2 separate regions of the Gossypium hirsutum genome follow, and region 1 is linked to region 2. A link is a contact called in public Hi-C data. All regions are on one chromosome and are shown on one strand. The core of a region is the stretch at or near the end of the contact, and the rest is flanking DNA. Distances in the headings are between cores, read along the strand shown.

What was found. Hi-C and Micro-C count contacts between places; a contact is called where the count stands out from the background.
Region 1: a contact with region 2 is called in a Hi-C map of leaf, with 1.8 times the contacts expected there. The contact joins two enhancer-like sites. A contact is called at or near these places in 8 of 34 Hi-C or Micro-C datasets (hypocotyl, leaf, petal and 1 more).

What each region holds. Positions count from the first base shown.
Region 1 is chrD01:12,834,016-12,836,898 of Gossypium_hirsutum_v2.1, reverse strand. It overlaps the pseudogene LOC107920935. Among protein-coding and RNA genes, the nearest start is that of LOC107921715, 26 kb to the right of the region's middle. Within about 2 kb of position 1,323, at least 4 of the 9 cell types and tissues checked have an H3K27ac peak or open chromatin away from gene starts, as enhancers often do.
Region 2 is chrD01:12,772,330-12,775,029 of Gossypium_hirsutum_v2.1, reverse strand. No RefSeq gene overlaps it. Among protein-coding and RNA genes, the nearest start is that of LOC107921715, 35 kb to the left of the region's middle. Within about 2 kb of position 1,254, at least 9 of the 9 cell types and tissues checked have an H3K27ac peak or open chromatin away from gene starts, as enhancers often do.

The DNA.
Region 1 (2,883 bases), core at 74-2,573, 62 kb before region 2:
GCCCCCCTTCCTAGCTCTTCTTTGAATCCGTTTGTGGCTTGTTCAAGCTCTTTGTATGTGAATGAACGCAGATTAGTCTCTAAATCTCCTCTGCTATGACTATGAACACCATCCAAGTGTTGTAGCCGTCTTCGGTATAAGCAAAAGAATATCAAGGCAATTGCAGCTAAAAAGGAGAAGTTGAAGATTGCTGAGGTACCTAAGAGAACTGAAAGGATCAAAATAGCAGCATTCCGATTTCCATCGCTTGGTTTAGGAGTGTCAGGGCTTCTCCTAGAGGCATTTGACTTTGGTACCTTAAATAGGGCCGTTCTGTCAATATCTACTCTGTTAAACCGCCCATTTGAGAGTGGTAATTTCTTTTTCCAACAAGTTCCAGTTCCATCTGGACTTAAAGATGGATCCTGTAAAATGGCAACTGCACAAGTACAGTCAAGAAGGCAAGATTGCCTACATTCGAACTCAGTTGCTGGCTGCAATATGCCATAGTCACTGAAAGGGAAATCTGCAAATAATATTGACCTGAATTCAAACCGATCTTCCTCTACGGTGGACCCGTCTGGGTTGCAATCTTCAGCGGAGCTTGTATAATCTTGTTTGCAGCCAATGTGTGTATTCTTTTCATCCAAAAAGGAAAATCCAGGGGGACATGTGCAATTAGGCCTCCCATTGACAGGCTCACAAATGCTGTTATATCCGCATGGTCCAGTTCCAAGTCTAGCTGTACTGTCGACAAAGCTCGAGCAAATATCGTCCGGCTTAAACCACAAGACAGACCAGCTTCTACCACCAGCACTAGGGTTCCTTGGATAAGAATAGAGAGTAAAAACTCCATCAAAACCAAGTGTTGCCCTGTAGTAGTATGATTCTGGTTTCGGAACAGTGTTTATTGGTGCAAGGTTGATTATACTTCCACTTGAATTCAGATATTGAATACGCCCCGTGCCGTTGAAGATCAACCGAGAACCATCCCCGAAACTATAATAATTATTGTAAGGTTTTTTGGTGAACATATCAATTTGGTTAAGTATGAAAGATCCTTGGTTAAAACGAAGTTGATATTTCCCCTTACTGTAGTTTGCTTCAGCCAGAACTGATGAAAGACTCTGATTAACATCCAATTCTTGTGAGGGTAAGATGGTATCCGTTGGATATTTGAAGCTTTCCCATATGTTGCCTGAGTTTTGACTCGATATCACAAAGTTCCCTGTATCAAGCATGGCTGCATGAGATACTTGAGAATCATTAGTAAGGCTTTGGGACCTCCACAACTCTTTGTTTCCAGGGTCTTTAAGCACAAGATGGCCGGTCCCGGTAAGCTCGACCTTTGAATTTCGAGCTGCTACTGCTGGAGTCTCCCTATAATTAGCATACCAGACGATGGTTGTCTCTGGTATGCTAGCATACCAAATTGCAAGAAGGAAGAGATGTTCTTGGCCCTGAATGGCAATAAAACCCAAGGCAAAATCACCGGAGGGGGATCGCCATGCCGTGTTTGTACCATCGGCAGATAGAAAACCACCTACGCTTACATTGCTTTGAGCTTCAACTGTTGCAAAAATCCAGGAGATGGTTATAAAGATGAGGAGCAAGAGTTGAGTAGGAGAAAATGCTGAGATCATTGGATGTTTCTCACAGTGAGTTTCAAGAATGATTCTTAAAAATGAAGATTATGGAATCATATATACATAGAGAGAGAGAGATTCTGAGTAGGGGTGAGCATTCGATCGAATCGAATCGAATCGAATCGAAAATTTTCGAGTTAATCGAGTTTTCGAATCTCATTTTATCATCTTAACTTTATTTGAAGTTTTCTCAAATCGAGTCGAGTGAGATGGAATTCGAATCGAATATATTTGTTCGAGTTAAATTTTAAAAAATAATTTTGGATTCTTGTAACCATTGTACCCATCGTAATAAAATTTGTCCACCTTAATCAAATTTTTTATTAACTTTCATCACTTCATAATTTATTTATTAATTTTTTATATATTGGTTAGCTTCTTTGCTTGCTTAGTTGTTTCAATTGTCTTCAAATTCTTATCACTATGTATTTTAGAATTAAAAAATATATTAAATGTAAAAATATGATTTTTTAATAAAAGTTATTTTAAAAATAAAATGTGAAATTGATACCAATATAAAGTTTTAACACGAATATTTTATGGCATAATTAATAATTCAATTTTAATATAAATATTCAATATGACTAAACAATTCAATAATATAAATAATATAAAATGTGAAATTTAATTTAATAATATAAATAGTAGATATAAATAAAATTATTACTATTTATGTTTAGTGATTTTTTTTGGATAATTTTGATTTTTTATTTGAGAGTAAAGGGTGATAAGTAAAAGTTTAGGGGAAAAATAAAAAGTTTTGGGAATAAAAGTTTGAGGGAAAGTAAATAGGGGAGTAAAATTTTAGAGGGAAAATATTAAAAAGAAAATTGGAGGGGGGAGGGTTTGGGATAGATGGGAGGTGAGATGGGAAGGGAATAAAAGTTTTAGGGGAAAAATGGGAGGGAGTAAAAATTTTGGGGGAAAATAAAAGGTTTTGAGGGTTTTTGAGAGTAAAATTTTGAAAAAAAAATAAATGGGAGAGTAAAATTTTGGTGGGAAATGGATTTTGGGTAGATTGGGGGGTTAGGAGGGGAGGAGAGTAAAAGTTTTGGGGGGAAAGTGGGAAGGAGTAAAAGTTTTGAGGAAAAAGTAAAAATATTTGGGAGTTTGGGGTAAAAATGTAAAATATTATAGTTTGATATTCGAATTATTCGAATTATTCGAGTTATTCGAATTTGAAAACTCAACTCGATTCGAACTCGAAATTCAAAAAAAATTCGATTTAATTCGAATAACTAAATTCGTTTAACTCGAA
Region 2 (2,700 bases), core at 5-2,504:
AAATTAAAATTACCACCATATTATGTAGATGTGGAACCAAGGCCACCAATCTGTCCATCAGCACTGCCACCAATCTCATCTGCTCTAAGCCCAGCTTGCGAATTGATGAGATTAGCCATAGAGCTTATAGAATTCCAGAAATTCTAACATTTTTTAATCTACCTCCCTTTTCCTTGAACGTGTGATTAGGCGAAGCTCCACCACGACTATTACCAACTTTATTATCAGAACCACGCCCTCTTGAAATAGAAAAAGATTTATTAGTATTAACCAAAATATTTTTGTTATTACCCTTGAATGATTTTGACACATTATTTTCATTAATAATAACAACCGAATGGTGATTTGGGTCTAAAATATTAGCATCTAATTTGACCACAATTTCATTAGGGCCTTCGAACATGGGATTATTGAGAATCAACTTATTCCTCGCATTTTTTGAATAACCCAATTGCACTTCCACAAGTTCCTATCCTAATATATCATTAGGAGAAATCCCACCAAAACATTGCTTATCCAAATTAATATTTTTTCCATTCAAACACATGCTGTCCAGTCCACTAGGACTTAACCCATCATGCGCTAATGGACCAGCCTGCCCAGGCCGCCTATCCTCTACTGGCCCACTAAGCTTCTCACTCAACTGCTCGTTCATCCTTGCGTCATCCACCTTTGTTTGTGCCAAGCCTGCAGATAGAAGGAGAGAAATAGAATTAGAAAAGGTTAATTTATTTCTCAAGTCCTTATCATTTTGAAAAGACCCATCCGACACCAGAGGCATTTTCCCAACGATTTAAGACTAACATCACCCTTAACCTGGCCCGTCCTAACAATCCCTGGCTTGCTAGTACTTGAACCCAAAGTAGGCCCACTTGAAGACGTAAAACATGCCTCATCACCACAGCCTACTTCCACAGCAGAGCCCAAATCCCCTCTAGAATTAACCCTAGCTTTATTACACCTCATAACCATAGTAGCACTACCAGCTTCTTTCTCCACCGAAAAACTCCTATCAGACCCTCCTAAATCACCACCTGAGAGATCCTCCACAATTAATAGCGAAAATCTAGACCCCAACATATTCTTTCCTCATTTTGCTACCCCATTAACTCGAGAATCCCGTCGACCACGCCGTGATTTCCTCTCGACCAACATCCACGGCCCGTAATCAATTCTATTCCCTTCACCATCTTCACCGACATCATCTCTGGAAGACGCCACCACCGCATCCATAGAGCTCTCCGAAACCGAATTCACCCCACTGACGGGCAAAACTCCTTAACGTGACCATATTTTTTGCAACAGAAGCAAACCGTTGGGAGTGCCTCATACTCAGCCCGTTGAACCGTGCCATCAACCAAAACTTGAGAGACTAGTGGTTTATTGAGATTGATAAACATTGCCAAGCGGGCAAACCATCCTCTGGTTTTGTTATCAGTTTGTAAATCTAATTTGACGACTTTTTAGATTAGTCCTCCAATAGCTTCAATGATTTTTTGTTTGTATAGGTAACTCGGAAGACCCGACAATCGAATCCAAGCCATCACTACGCTAGGGTAAGGCTGTGCTTGATTAAACGTTTTTCGTCCACGGTTGCAGAGTAAGGTATTACTCGAATATGATCCATGGACCCTGGGTTAATACTTTGTTATAATCTTCAATATCCTAAAACTTAACCAAAAAATATCCATTAGTGATATCCATTAGATGAAAAGGTTTTGCAGGTTTCTAGAGATTAAAGATACGATTGTGAAGTACGTCATAACCAATGTTACACCCTAACAGCTTGAGAATGACCGTCAATTCCATCTCTTTGAACAGGATTTCCTTAATGAAATCCGAGAAGGCGATTGCCGGAATCCCATTAACCATGGACATATTCACATCCCCTTCCAATAATTCAAAATCACTCTCATTCTTTCCGAAAATCCCTTCAAGGTTCCCATCAGAGGAGTCAACACCTCCCTTTAAAAGCTTGTCTTTAAAAGACATAATCAGCAGTTGACCAGAATCAACAACCAAATTAGTGGCTTCCCCATCAATAGCTTCCTTGAATCTTACTTTTTTGGTATTTTGGTCACCATTAGCGCAAGGATCTCTATCAATATCGTTGCCGAAATTTTGCGTCTCCATCGAAACTCAAAAACTACCCTCTATAATAACTTTTAAAATTAGAGTGAATTTAAAAAGATACTATACTTATTTAACATTTGATGATATGTCTAGCAACAAAAAAATTTAACAATAATTGCATCTTTCCATAATATAATAAGAACAATAATTGCATGACTCGACTATTTTGCATAAGGTAATTGTTATGGATGAGATAGAAGCCAAAGCAAAAACAAAAAAAAAAAATACATTTTGATTGATTGAAAAAAAAGTAAAGAATTTAATTATAAATAATATATTTATCTTGATAAATATTATATTAATTTAATATTAAAGTGATTAAATTTAATTATAGTTGAACTCTCTAAACTCTACTTATATAAAGAGAGCCTTGGGTCATTATTACACACATTTGAATTTAAGAGAAAGTTGTAGAGAGAAAATTCTCTGAAAAGATTATTTCAAAAAACTTCTAGAGATATTTTTCTTATTTACAACTTAACCAAAAGTTTAGAGAAATTAAAAAATTACTCCACTAGTAATTTTTGTGAAAATTTTTTTTGATTTGAAACGAGCCCACACTCGGTA